Linked DNA regions of Xenopus tropicalis: region 2 is linked to region 1. Evidence: chromatin contacts called from public Hi-C data. All regions are on one chromosome and are shown on one strand. The core of a region is the stretch at or near the end of the contact, and the rest is flanking DNA. Distances in the headings are between cores, read along the strand shown. Region 1 holds the start of smarca5 (SWI/SNF related, matrix associated, actin dependent regulator of chromatin, subfamily a, member 5). Region 2 holds the start of usp38 (ubiquitin carboxyl-terminal hydrolase 38).

What was found. A called contact is a pair of places that touch in the nucleus more often than the background predicts.
Region 2: a contact with region 1 is called in a Hi-C map of brain, with 3 times the contacts expected there. The contact joins the promoter of usp38 here to the promoter of smarca5 in region 1. A contact is called at or near these places in 4 of 5 Hi-C or Micro-C datasets (brain, liver, neurula embryo and 1 more).

What each region holds. Positions count from the first base shown.
Region 1 is chr1:59,238,142-59,243,758 of UCB_Xtro_10.0, reverse strand. smarca5 (SWI/SNF related, matrix associated, actin dependent regulator of chromatin, subfamily a, member 5) reads left to right here and starts at 2,056. Exons shown (of 24, transcript NM_001007992.1): 1 at 2,056-2,354. The coding sequence starts at 2,205.
Region 2 is chr1:59,371,895-59,377,511 of UCB_Xtro_10.0, reverse strand. It overlaps usp38 (ubiquitin carboxyl-terminal hydrolase 38), which reads right to left and starts at 3,146. Exons shown (of 11, transcript XM_004911130.4): 1 at 3,026-3,146; 2 at 1,543-2,253; 3 at 287-422. The coding sequence starts at 2,224.

The DNA.
Region 1 (5,617 bases), core at 807-3,306:
TGAGAGCATTTTTATAGTATTTGAAGTACCCATGGCTGTTTTTAATATGTATTTTAGTACATGTATGTGTGTATATATGCATATGTATTTTAACATTTGCTAATATTTGTATTAACTGATGTTAAGTTAATAAATTATGCCTGCCTTGTACTGGGAGATTATGTATGAGAAAGTATCCCTATAAGCAATAAGTTGGTTTTTAATATATTGAGTTACACTATGGGCACTGCCCCTGCTTCTCAATTGCAGAAAAGAAAACAGCAGTTTATATGAGAAGCCACTGATATATGCATATAAAAGCCTACTTCTAGTAAGCTGCCACTGGGGAACGGGAAGTTGGCACATTTGTAATAAATGAACACAAAATATAGTTTGATGAAAGCACTGGCAATTGGAAAATTCTTTTTTTTTGGTTTCATGGCTCACTTTAAAGGAGAAGGAAAGGCTAAGTCACTTGGGGGTGCCAACATGTTAGGCACCCCCAAGTGATTTTAATCGCTTACCTTGTACCCCGGGCTGGTGCCCGTTAGGAGAAAACAGCACCAGCTCGGGGTACCTGTAGCGAGCACTTCCTCCTTCCTGCTTCGTTTTGCCGGCAAATTCCCGGGACCGGCGCATGCGCATTTGAGTGAAAAGCCAACTTCTCTGTTAAAGTTCGGCTTTTCACTCTACTGCGCATGTGTACGCGAGCGAAGCCGGAAGGAGGAATCGCTGCTACCCCGGGCTGGTGCTGTTCTCTCCGTACAGGGGCACCAGCCCGGGGTAGAAGGTAAGAGATTAAAGTCACTGGGGGTGCCTAACATTTTGGCTCCTCCAAGTGACTTTGCCTTTCCCTCTCCTTTAAAGTTTGACCACAAGGGTGTTTGAGTATTTTGATTATATTACACTAGATCAGTGATCCCCACCAGTGGCTCGGGGGCAACATGTTGGATGTTGCTCTCAGTGACCCCAAACCAGGGAGTTATTGTTGAATTCCTGACTTGGGGGCAAGTTTTGGTTTAATAAAAACAAGATTTCCTACCAAATAAAGCCCCCTGTAAGCTGATAGGGTGCATAGAGGCCCCTAATAGCCAATCACGGCCCTTATTTGGCACCTCCATGAACTTTTATGGTGCTTGTGTTGCTCCCCAAGTCTTTTTACATGACTGTGGCTCCCGCGTAGGAAAGGTTGGGGATCCCTGGACTAAATGTTCATTTTTCTTATTCCCTTGTAGCTTTCAGCGCCAATCTGTGTTGTTTATTTGAGGATCCAGCTTTGAAAAGCTGTGAATCAGATCGGCAAACTAACCTTTTTAAAAAGTGAACTTATCCTTTGACTATTCCCAAACTTCATATAGCATACACAGGGCGGCACTGGAAAGCCTGATTAAGGGGCAGAATCAGCCCTGTATAGAGCCCCAATGTTTCTCATAACAGCCCCCTGGGCAATACCTTAGTTTCTTAGTATAGCCTATTCTATCTCATACTAATGGTATTCCTAAAATAACTTGAAATGACCCCTTATTTTGAAAGACTAGAAGTTCACGTTTACTAGGGTGTGAAAATGAAAAATATTTCATTTGTAGATGTTTGGTTTAAGGTACATTGTAGAAAACAATCCCCATTCTCAACCTACATGACAAACTCCTAAGAGGGCAGAGTACAAACCCGCTAAATGCGACATACACTGTACCCAACCATTGACAACAAACTATTCTCGCGAGATTTTAGGCAGAAACATCCCCGTAAACCCGGCAATTTAGAAGCCCGCCCCTTTTTTCCCGCCTCCCATTCAATCTGTAGACACGCCCATTATTCCACTCTTGCGCGGGTACAATAGTTTTTTTTATGCGCGCCGCCGCTGCCTCTGCCATATGGGCCACTCGCATCACCCTAGCGTAGGCTTGCGGGGCCAAATCTCGCGGGATCTGGTCTCGGCTCCCTAGTAAAGCTTAGATCTCGCGAGATCTCAAACGGATTGGTGCGTTTTTTTCCCCTCTCCCTGGTGACGCGCGCTGTCGATCAAAGAGGGAAAAAGCCGGCACATTGCGAGTGCGCTCTCCTACGCGCCCCCTACGCTCTCTTCCTAGTGGCTCCCGCCAGCAGCGTGTGGGATTACACACGCATCCATTCAAGGATCGCGCTTTACTCCGGGTTTCTCATTAAACCCCCTGCCTCGTTGTGTGAGCCCCGCGTTGGACGGACGGTGTTAGTAGATCCTGATCATGTCCGCGGAAGGCACCGAGCAGCAGCCGGCTCCGGACACCGTAGCGAAAGAGGAAAAAGGAGAAGCAAAGGAGGCTATGGAAGTAGATACGGGCGATCAGGCGAAACAAGAGCCGGGCGGAGACGCAGTTAAAGAGGAAGCGATGGAGGTAAGAGGAGCCGGCCCAGGCAGCACGCACTTTATGGCTCCTACCAAGGAACTCAAACTTCTTCTTTATCTTGAACGTCATTATTTTAACCATCTCCTGGCCGCTGAGAGTTGTAGTTTTTCAGCAGCTAGATATGTCTTATCTGCTCATTCACTTGCGTATGTGAGAACCTGTAGAGTTAAAGCGGACCTCTCTGTCCCATTGAAATGTCCAGCCGTGAGTGCGCATGTGCGCGGTAGCCGGGCTTCTGCCTCACGGTACCTCTCATTTCCTATATATATATATATATATATATATTATAAGTATTGGCTAGGTGTGGTGCTTCGCACTCTCTTAGCATTGGGCTTCTCATTGTTCCAAAAGTCATTCTAAAGCCCCAGCGGCTCCTCCCAGTACGGGGCGTGGCTACTGTTAGTGCTGGTCGCTCTCCAGGCCTCCAACTCTTTGTTAGCTGACATGCTATACTACATTTCCATCATCCTGCTGCCAGCCTTTCTATCGGCTCACGGAACATGTACAAGGAGTAGTGCCGATATCTGTGGCCTCTTACGTAATTTTTCTAATGGAGATTCTTATGTGTTCCTAGTTCACTTACTGCTGATCATTTATCAGCAATCTGCATCTGGACAGTAACCCATAGCAACCAATCAGAGATGAGCTTTTTTTCATCCTTCTTCAGTTAGAACAATAATAGCAAACTTTGATCGATTGTCATGGGTTAATGCAAGGGTGCAAGTTTTAACCAACTTTATCAAATAAACTCTACTCACTTTTCTCATTTAAGTTATTAACTGTATGCAAGATCTTTTCTGCCCTTGATCTAAATTAGTTATCTTTGTGTTCCTGTTTTTCAGCCTTTTGGCTTTATTTTTATTCGCCTGACTTATTATAAATAGTTGATGGAATACTGTATTTCTAAGCAATCAGTTCTCCCTGTTCAATGAACAGCTGTTTGTAGTCAGTCCCTGTTTATTGGGCCTGTGGGGACTGTTTGGCTTTCTTTGCACCTGATAAACCAGGGTTTATTTCATTTCCCAGTCCAGTCATTTAATAGTTCTTGCCAGTGTTCTCCCCAGAAAAAAAATAAATGTGATATAGCTGAGGTTAAGGGGGCTTAACCCATTTATTATCCAAATGGGTAAAAGTCCAGCCCATCTGTTCCACTTCCTCCGTTCCCAGGCCATGCAGCACTTTGCACTGTAGGATTGAAGCCAATCAGCAATTAGGCTGACCTGATAGGGAACTGAAGCCTATCTGTGCAGAGGTGTGTGTGCTATCCTACTGTGCTTCTGGCAGGGAAAGTTAGAACATGCCCACACTGCATTTGAAACACAGGCAGGGACCCGAGAGAATCTATAGGAAGCTCTGATAAAGGGTTCATTTTTACAGATAGTGGTATTAAAGACCAAAGTGAAACCAGCACCATATAGTATTCATAATTGCCTACAAGATTAGAGATTTTTTCATTTATCCTATGTCTCCTTTAACGTCTATTAGCCCCTTTATTAGGGGGCAAATCTAAATACATAAGTACCAGAATATATACATAATAGACATTTAAGGACTTATGAATAGACGTTTAAAATTTATGCACTATAACCAGTCCGTAATCCCATGATTTTCAACAGTGGAAAGTCACAAATTCAGTTACATTACCAGTTTTTACATATCTCTTAAATTTAGACTAAAGGCCCCCTTACACGGGCCGATAGAAGCTGCCGATATCGGTCCCTTGGACCGGCTCGGCAGCTTATCTGCCCGTGTAGGGGCAGAAACGAGCGGGCTGGCCGACCGATATCTGGCCTGAAATTGGCCAGATATCGATCGGCCAGGTTAAAAGATTCAGTCGGATCGGAGGCCGCATCAGCTCGTTGATGCGGTCCCCGAACCGACTGCCCCATTGCTGCCTACATAATCCGGTCGTTTGGCCCCAGGGCCAAACAATCGGATTATTTTTTTTTTTAACTTCAAGCTAGCTCAAGTGTATCGCTAGTAGGGAAGAAATTGCCAGCCAGGTAAAAATAGGCCTTGGTGGGGATAAAAATTAAATGTTCCTGCCCCTAAAAGAAAAACTTTAACAGAAGCTAAGAGGACTGTGTGCTTCTTCAAATGCATCGCACTGTCCTTCCAACTTCTGTAACAGAAATTTCATCTACATAAGAGGTGGGGAAAACTTTGGCTGTTTGCCTTGTGTAAGGAAATAAAAAGGGCAGATTTGTTATTTGTTCCCTGAAATCGCGGAAGTTTCCTCTCAAGACAACTTCCGCTATTTCAGGGAAATCGCGGCGCCACGTATGCCATCCCACCGGTAATTTGCATTTTCGCCAGTGGGATGGCATTTCGGGGAGATTAGTTGCCCGTGAACAGGGAGATTTGTTGCGGGCGACTAATCTCCCCGTGTGCCAGAGCCCTTAAGATGACCACACACGTGGCGATTTTTGATCTTTCTGTTGCACGAAAGATCGTTCCAACCCACCCTGACATTCAGGGCTGAATCATCAGATATGGAAAAGTAGAAACAATAGGATTTCTACCTCCTTCTGTCAATTCAGCCGTGAAGGCAGATTTTACTCAGGCGCCTTCAATGGCGCCCGATCAAAATCTTTTAACCCGCCCGATCGGCGAGTCGATATCGGCAGCCTTCTGCGATATTGGTCGCCTCGCTGAGTTGCCATACACGCACTGAATTCAATTTTTTTTTAAAAACGCTTTCCTTTTTTTCTGTAGTAATAAACTTATTAATCCTTATTGGAGATAAAACAATCCTACAGGACTTATTTAATATTTAAATGATTTTTAAATTGATTTTAAGTATGGATATCTAAATTACACAAAACACCACGTCCTGAGCATTCTGAATAACTGGTGTCATACCTGTATGTGCCACTTGTGAGTACTAAGGGGCCATGCTGTGCCTTTGGCTCATATGATTAGCAATAGCAGTATTGGGGAGCTCAACCCTCTGTTAACTTACCCAAACGGGTATCAGGTGCAAATACTGGAAGAACCTCACCTTGCATGGGGGTCAATATCCAACAGCAAAAAAATCCAGTAGCACACTGTGTGTGCTACTGGATTTTTTTGCCTTTGGCTCATATGATTGACTGGGCACACAAACCAAGGGCACACATACATGTGAGGTCACATCAGCCAGTTAATGGACAGTTCTGTATTTTATGCCCACAGTTCTTCCTGTTACAGTTAAGGCTGCATTATTTCCTGTCAGGAGCACACAGATCATCACAAAATAGTGGCACTGCATA
Region 2 (5,617 bases), core at 1,897-4,396, 130 kb before region 1:
CACTGAAGATTACCACTTGAAAAAGGCATTACCCTGTACTGCCTTTAATACCTGCCCCAGGTAAAAGAAGACATACACTTGTATACATAAAAACACTTTACCAAGTGCTGCTGTTTACATGGAAGCAAGTAAGCATTTAGCAAATACAGAATGAAAAACAGTTATGACTATGGCATATAAAATACATTTGTTGTTGTAACATCTTTAGAGGACACATCCCTGCTGTTCTGTACAAACATAATGTAAAGGTATATACAATATATATATACATATATTTAGATTATACCTGCAGAGAGCCTGAGTCATACTTGCATCTTTCACATTGGGGTCAGTGGTCAAACTCCTGATGAGGACAGTGATCAGCTGTAAGGGAATGTGCTGAACAAGGCTGGCTAAAGACACAGAAGGTTCGAATGAAGCATCTGGAAAAAAACACATGCTATTTGATTTCAGAGGTTGAAAAAGAAACCCATATATAGCACAATGGAACATTTACTGGATCCTTCTGTATTGTAAGAATTTTTTTCTGTTTCTAAGACACTGTAATATAAGTTAGTTATAAATTCAATAGAAAGTTTTATTATAGGTGGCAGATTTAAAGAAAGAAAAACTGTTTTTATTTTAACCTAAAAAGCAATTTATTATACAGGTAGTACACTGAAACAGCCAGGAAACTGCTTTCTGGTCCTTAAGATATTAAGGTGCCCATACAAGCTAAGACCTAAAGGTGGGCGAAATCAGATTAATTCGCTCAGTTGGTCCTGGGGCCAAACAATAAAATTAGAATGACGTGTATAGGTGTCCGTCAGTTCGGAGACCGATGCGGTCCCCAATCCGACTAATTTAAAATCTGGCCGATTTCAGGCCAGACATAGGTAAGGCAGGCCCGTCGTTAGTGCCCATACATGGTCCGACAAGCTGCTGAATCGGTCTAAGGGACCGATATCGGCAGTTAGGATCGGCTCGTGTATCGCCACCTTTAGTTAAAGGAATAATATCCTGATCAATTATGGATGGAGAACATCATTGCTTTCTATATGTTCTCTCATGCCCAAGAGATTGTTCAAATGAAGGAATTCTGGATTAAGTGCATGACCAAATCTGATGCTTTACAGTCAGATGATTTTTATAACATGTCCAACAATTTTAATTATTAAAACTATCTGATACATAGGTCAAGTCATTAAACTATTTATTTGCACTTCAATTATTGCCAGAACATGGACAACTGTTAAAAGAATTGAAAACAAATTATGGAAAGAGAAAAATAAAAACACATTTCCTTCAGGAAAGCCTGTTGGATGTTTAATAGATCTGCCCCCCTGGTTATCTCTGAAAGGAAATCCATGCAAATCAATACATCCAAAATGATTGTTAGGAAGTAATATAAAAAGGATATTATACTTTTTAAGTTACAGTGTAGAGCATGCTACAGACTTGGCGCCTTTACCAATACAAATGGGAAAGGAAGGGAAGTGATACAAAAATGATGCTGAAATTGACTGAATACATCTGAACAGAATGCGCACAACAGATACTTACCTGTGGATGATATAATTGCGAAAACCTCTTGTAGCGATGGAAGCAAAGTGCACGGCTCAGCCTTCCAGATATTTTGAAGCAAATTACTAACTTTGGTAACTTGAGAAACATATTCACGCAGCTCCTTTTCAAAGGTTGATATACACTGAAAATGTCCAATTGTCCTTACGAGTTGCTGGCAAAATGCGATGGACAATTTCCCTTTGGGAATGCACTGCACAAAGTCAGTGAGCAGTTCACTTAATCTTGCAGCTACAAATGGCTCTGGCCTTTCACAGACTATTCTCAACACTTCTACCTGTAGGACTGAAAATATATCTAGAATGGAGGGACAGCTCATAATCAGTTTCAACCCATTATGGATATAGTCTAATATAGCAACATCCTTGCGCTCTAATGATCTGTATCCTTCTTGCAGAAGGCTCAAAACAAAGTTCCTGTTGAAATAATTCTCAAATTCAGACCGATGGTATCTGGCATATGCTTCCAACACCTGGTGTCCAACTTGTTTCTGAAAGGGATCCTGTCCTTCCAAGATTAAGCGAGTAGTAAGGCTAAACATGGCCTTGCATTGTTCTTCACTGACTGAATTTTCAGCTGATTCCACAACTTTCTTTACTATGACTTTTTTCAGATTTAATGGATGCGAAGAGGTCACCAATCCTTCCAGAATCTTGTCCATTGTGAGCTGGAGAGATTGAAATGCTGCATCTGCACAAAGATAAAATGGAGTCACAGAGGAATTTTTGTAAACATGTAAAATGGTGGGCCCTATAGGTATAAGTACCACTTAGTTAAAAACGTATTAACCCCCAGCTATTTACCAGATGTGCATGATTATAGTTTTAACTAACCGGAGCTTACAGGTGCCACAAGGTTACTATGTACATAGGATAGGAAATTATTTTGTGTTAATGGTGTGGAAATAGTAGAACAGAACTAGAGGTTAAGTGCACTGCCTATGACATTTGAGCACAAGCCATAAACTGAAGGCAGCAACTCAGGATACTGTAGTTAATATCCCCATGATGACTAATTTGTTTAGTCAGTTAATCCCATGGCATTGCCTACTATTGAACTGAACCGAGACATAGGCCAGGAATTGCTATAGTGAAACACTGCCAACATACTACAAAGGAATTACATGAGATAGCAACTGAACAACAACGATACTTTGTAGGGAAGTCAAATTAAAGCTTCTGACAACACCTAAATCCTATGTTTTCTTTTTATACTCTACAATAGGTTAACTAAACCGAAAAGGTTCAGTGCCACAACCTCTGGTAAACGCTAGTCTTCATGTCTTTTACTGAGAAACTAATTGCCATATACATCTACAAAAAAAAACAATAAACTCAACCTCTGTTGTTGTTGTTGTTATTATTACTATTATTAACATGTATTCATGCTGCCCGACAGTGCCGCTTTTCGAGAGACATTCACGATTTCCCTAACACGACCGCAGTCCCGGATCGCTACTTACATGTCCCGCAAAGCTCTTAAATTGCAAGCTCCTTGCCTCCTGTCTCACAGAAAATCCCGACGCCGCAAGTCTCATCACGCGAGATTGTGACATCATGACTACACGCAAGCGCAGTGACGCGCACGTAGTCGCCCAGTGGGCGTGGTGTGCGGAGACGGCGTAACTCAGCGTTGCACATTTGAAAGCCGCTAGTAAATGGCTGTAGGCTCACTGGGAATCCGGTTTCCTCTGCTCGCACTTATTTTAGTTATTTTTTTATGTTGGTTGCGTGCTGTGCCCTGTGCCCTGTCCCCTGTCCCCTGTCCCCTGTCCCCTGTCGGTTCACAGTATTTATTCAGAAGTCATTAAATTGTCTGCTCAGAGCTTGTAGGCAGTAATTCCTTTGTGGATTCCATTTAACCCGTTTAGAAGCTGCGACGTGCCAGAGAGTTTAAAAAATTAGGGTGTTCAGAAAATGTAATCTTGAGTTTTGTGGCTTTTTATACAATGGCGTCGGAGCGTCCTAGTATTTTTGTGCAGAAAAGGGGATGTTTCGGTATTTTTTTTTTTTACAATTCAGGGACAGAGTAAGGGTTAATTTTAGATTAGACTATAGGTAAAATTTGTCCAAAAGTGTTTTGTCTTTATTTCCTCTGGCCCTAACTTAGTGAATTATGTAAATACTAGAACAATATTTTACATTTTAGGGACAACATATGGGCTAATTTAGGGGAATTTTCCTGGCTGCCAGCAATACTGCCTCCATCAGAGCGATGAAGAGTACATATGCTGAGGACTTCCCATACCAGTCAGTTTAACTGAAGAAGCTGCTCGGATGAGTAGTGAAACGTCTTCAATGATTACTTAACAAGTCCAGTTGCTTTAGATTTATTTATACTAGATACTCCATCAGAGCCTTTTCTCCAAATTTGTCCAAAAAGGAAAGTGCAAAGTAATATTTCTTAGTACTTGAGGGTCTCCGTTTTTTTGTGCAAACAAGGTTCAGATTTTTCACAATTCAGAGACAGAAAAAGTGCTAGTTCAGAAAACAATGGGTGAAATTAACCAAAAATAATAATTTACTCTTTGTTTCTTCTGGTACCAATTCTGGATGTGTGCAGGTTTCCTGTCATTCTGCAGCAGAAAGTTCCAAGACCCCAACTTGGTGTTGGTTAAGACCAGTGCTAGGGATCCATGGGTTTCACAGAGGAGTTAGACCAGGGATCCCCAACCTTTCATTCTTGTGAGCCACATTCAAATGGAAAAAGTTTTGGAGAGCAACACAAGCATGTAAAACATTCCTGGAGGTGCCAATAAGAGTGATAATTGGCTATTTGATAGCCCTATGTTGACTGGAAGTTTACAGAAGGCTCTGTTTGGCAATTACACTGGGTTTTTATCAAAGCTTGCCTCCTAACCAGAAATTCAAAAATAAGGGCCTGCTTTGAGGTCACTGGGAGCAACATCCAAAGGGTTGGGGAGCAACATGTTGCTCACGAACCTCTGGTTGGGGATCACTGAGTTAGACCATACTGGCTGTCACCTGCCGTTACCCGTAAACAGGCTTTCTGATGCAGTGCTTTATGTAATGACTAGGGCGATATTTTTCACAATTTACCGGTAAAAATCTTTTGTTTTTATGGTGGCGTCAGTGGGTCCCAGACATTTTTCCTGGTTACTTACAGTACTAGCAGCCTCTTCTCCCAAAAAGGAAAAGTTTTGTTTACGCTACATCTTAGGGATCTTAGGTAGAAAGGCTTATTTGGGCATGTAGATGGAGAGTTGGCTGTTGGTTTAGCTGCCAGTGGCTCTGCATTTATGTGACACAGATCCTTATACTCTCTTACCACTTCTTCCTCAGGAGAATGATGGGAGTAAGATTTCTGTAAAGAAATCATTACTGTGTCTGCCATCCCATCTCACTAAGTGTTACAGTATTACCTAAACATGGTGTACACAGTATGTCTTATTGTGCCAGGGAATGCGTGCTAGTAAGTTGGGTTTTAAATATGACCCTGTGGTATTCCTTTAGTTTTTGGCTACTATAACATGGAGGCTTAGTCTCCCACTGCTCTCTGCTACAGACTTGCTTAAGACTTGCCGCCCTCCCCCCATATCAAGTGTTCCATTTCACAAAGGGAACCTCACCCATGGGTGCCCATAGTATAATTTCGGGGGGGCAGGGGTGCAAAGTTTGCCCAGGTGCAGCAAGTGAATCTGATGCTAAGGTTGTTGTTAACCAGACATGACATCATTCCAACCCAAATAGCATGCACTGCAACTTGAATGTACTTGATTTTCCAATACGGATGCTATGGAAGCCCCAGATTGAGAATCTGCCTAATGCCTAAGGTGCTGCTGTAAGATACCATGGGCATTCATTATTTTGGGGGCTTTTTGGGCCTCTGTGTAGTTGAAATGCCAGGGCCTATTTTGAGTCCCCGTTCAGACTTGTGTTAGTTTATATCAGTACTTCTACTATTGCAAATGAAGGAGGCTTCACAACTATGTCAAGTTGTTATTATGGTGGACTTTAATTATCCGACATTGACTGGAATCATGGGGTGGCAGAAAAAGCATCCCACAGCAAAAGCCATGTTCCACAGAGAGCTT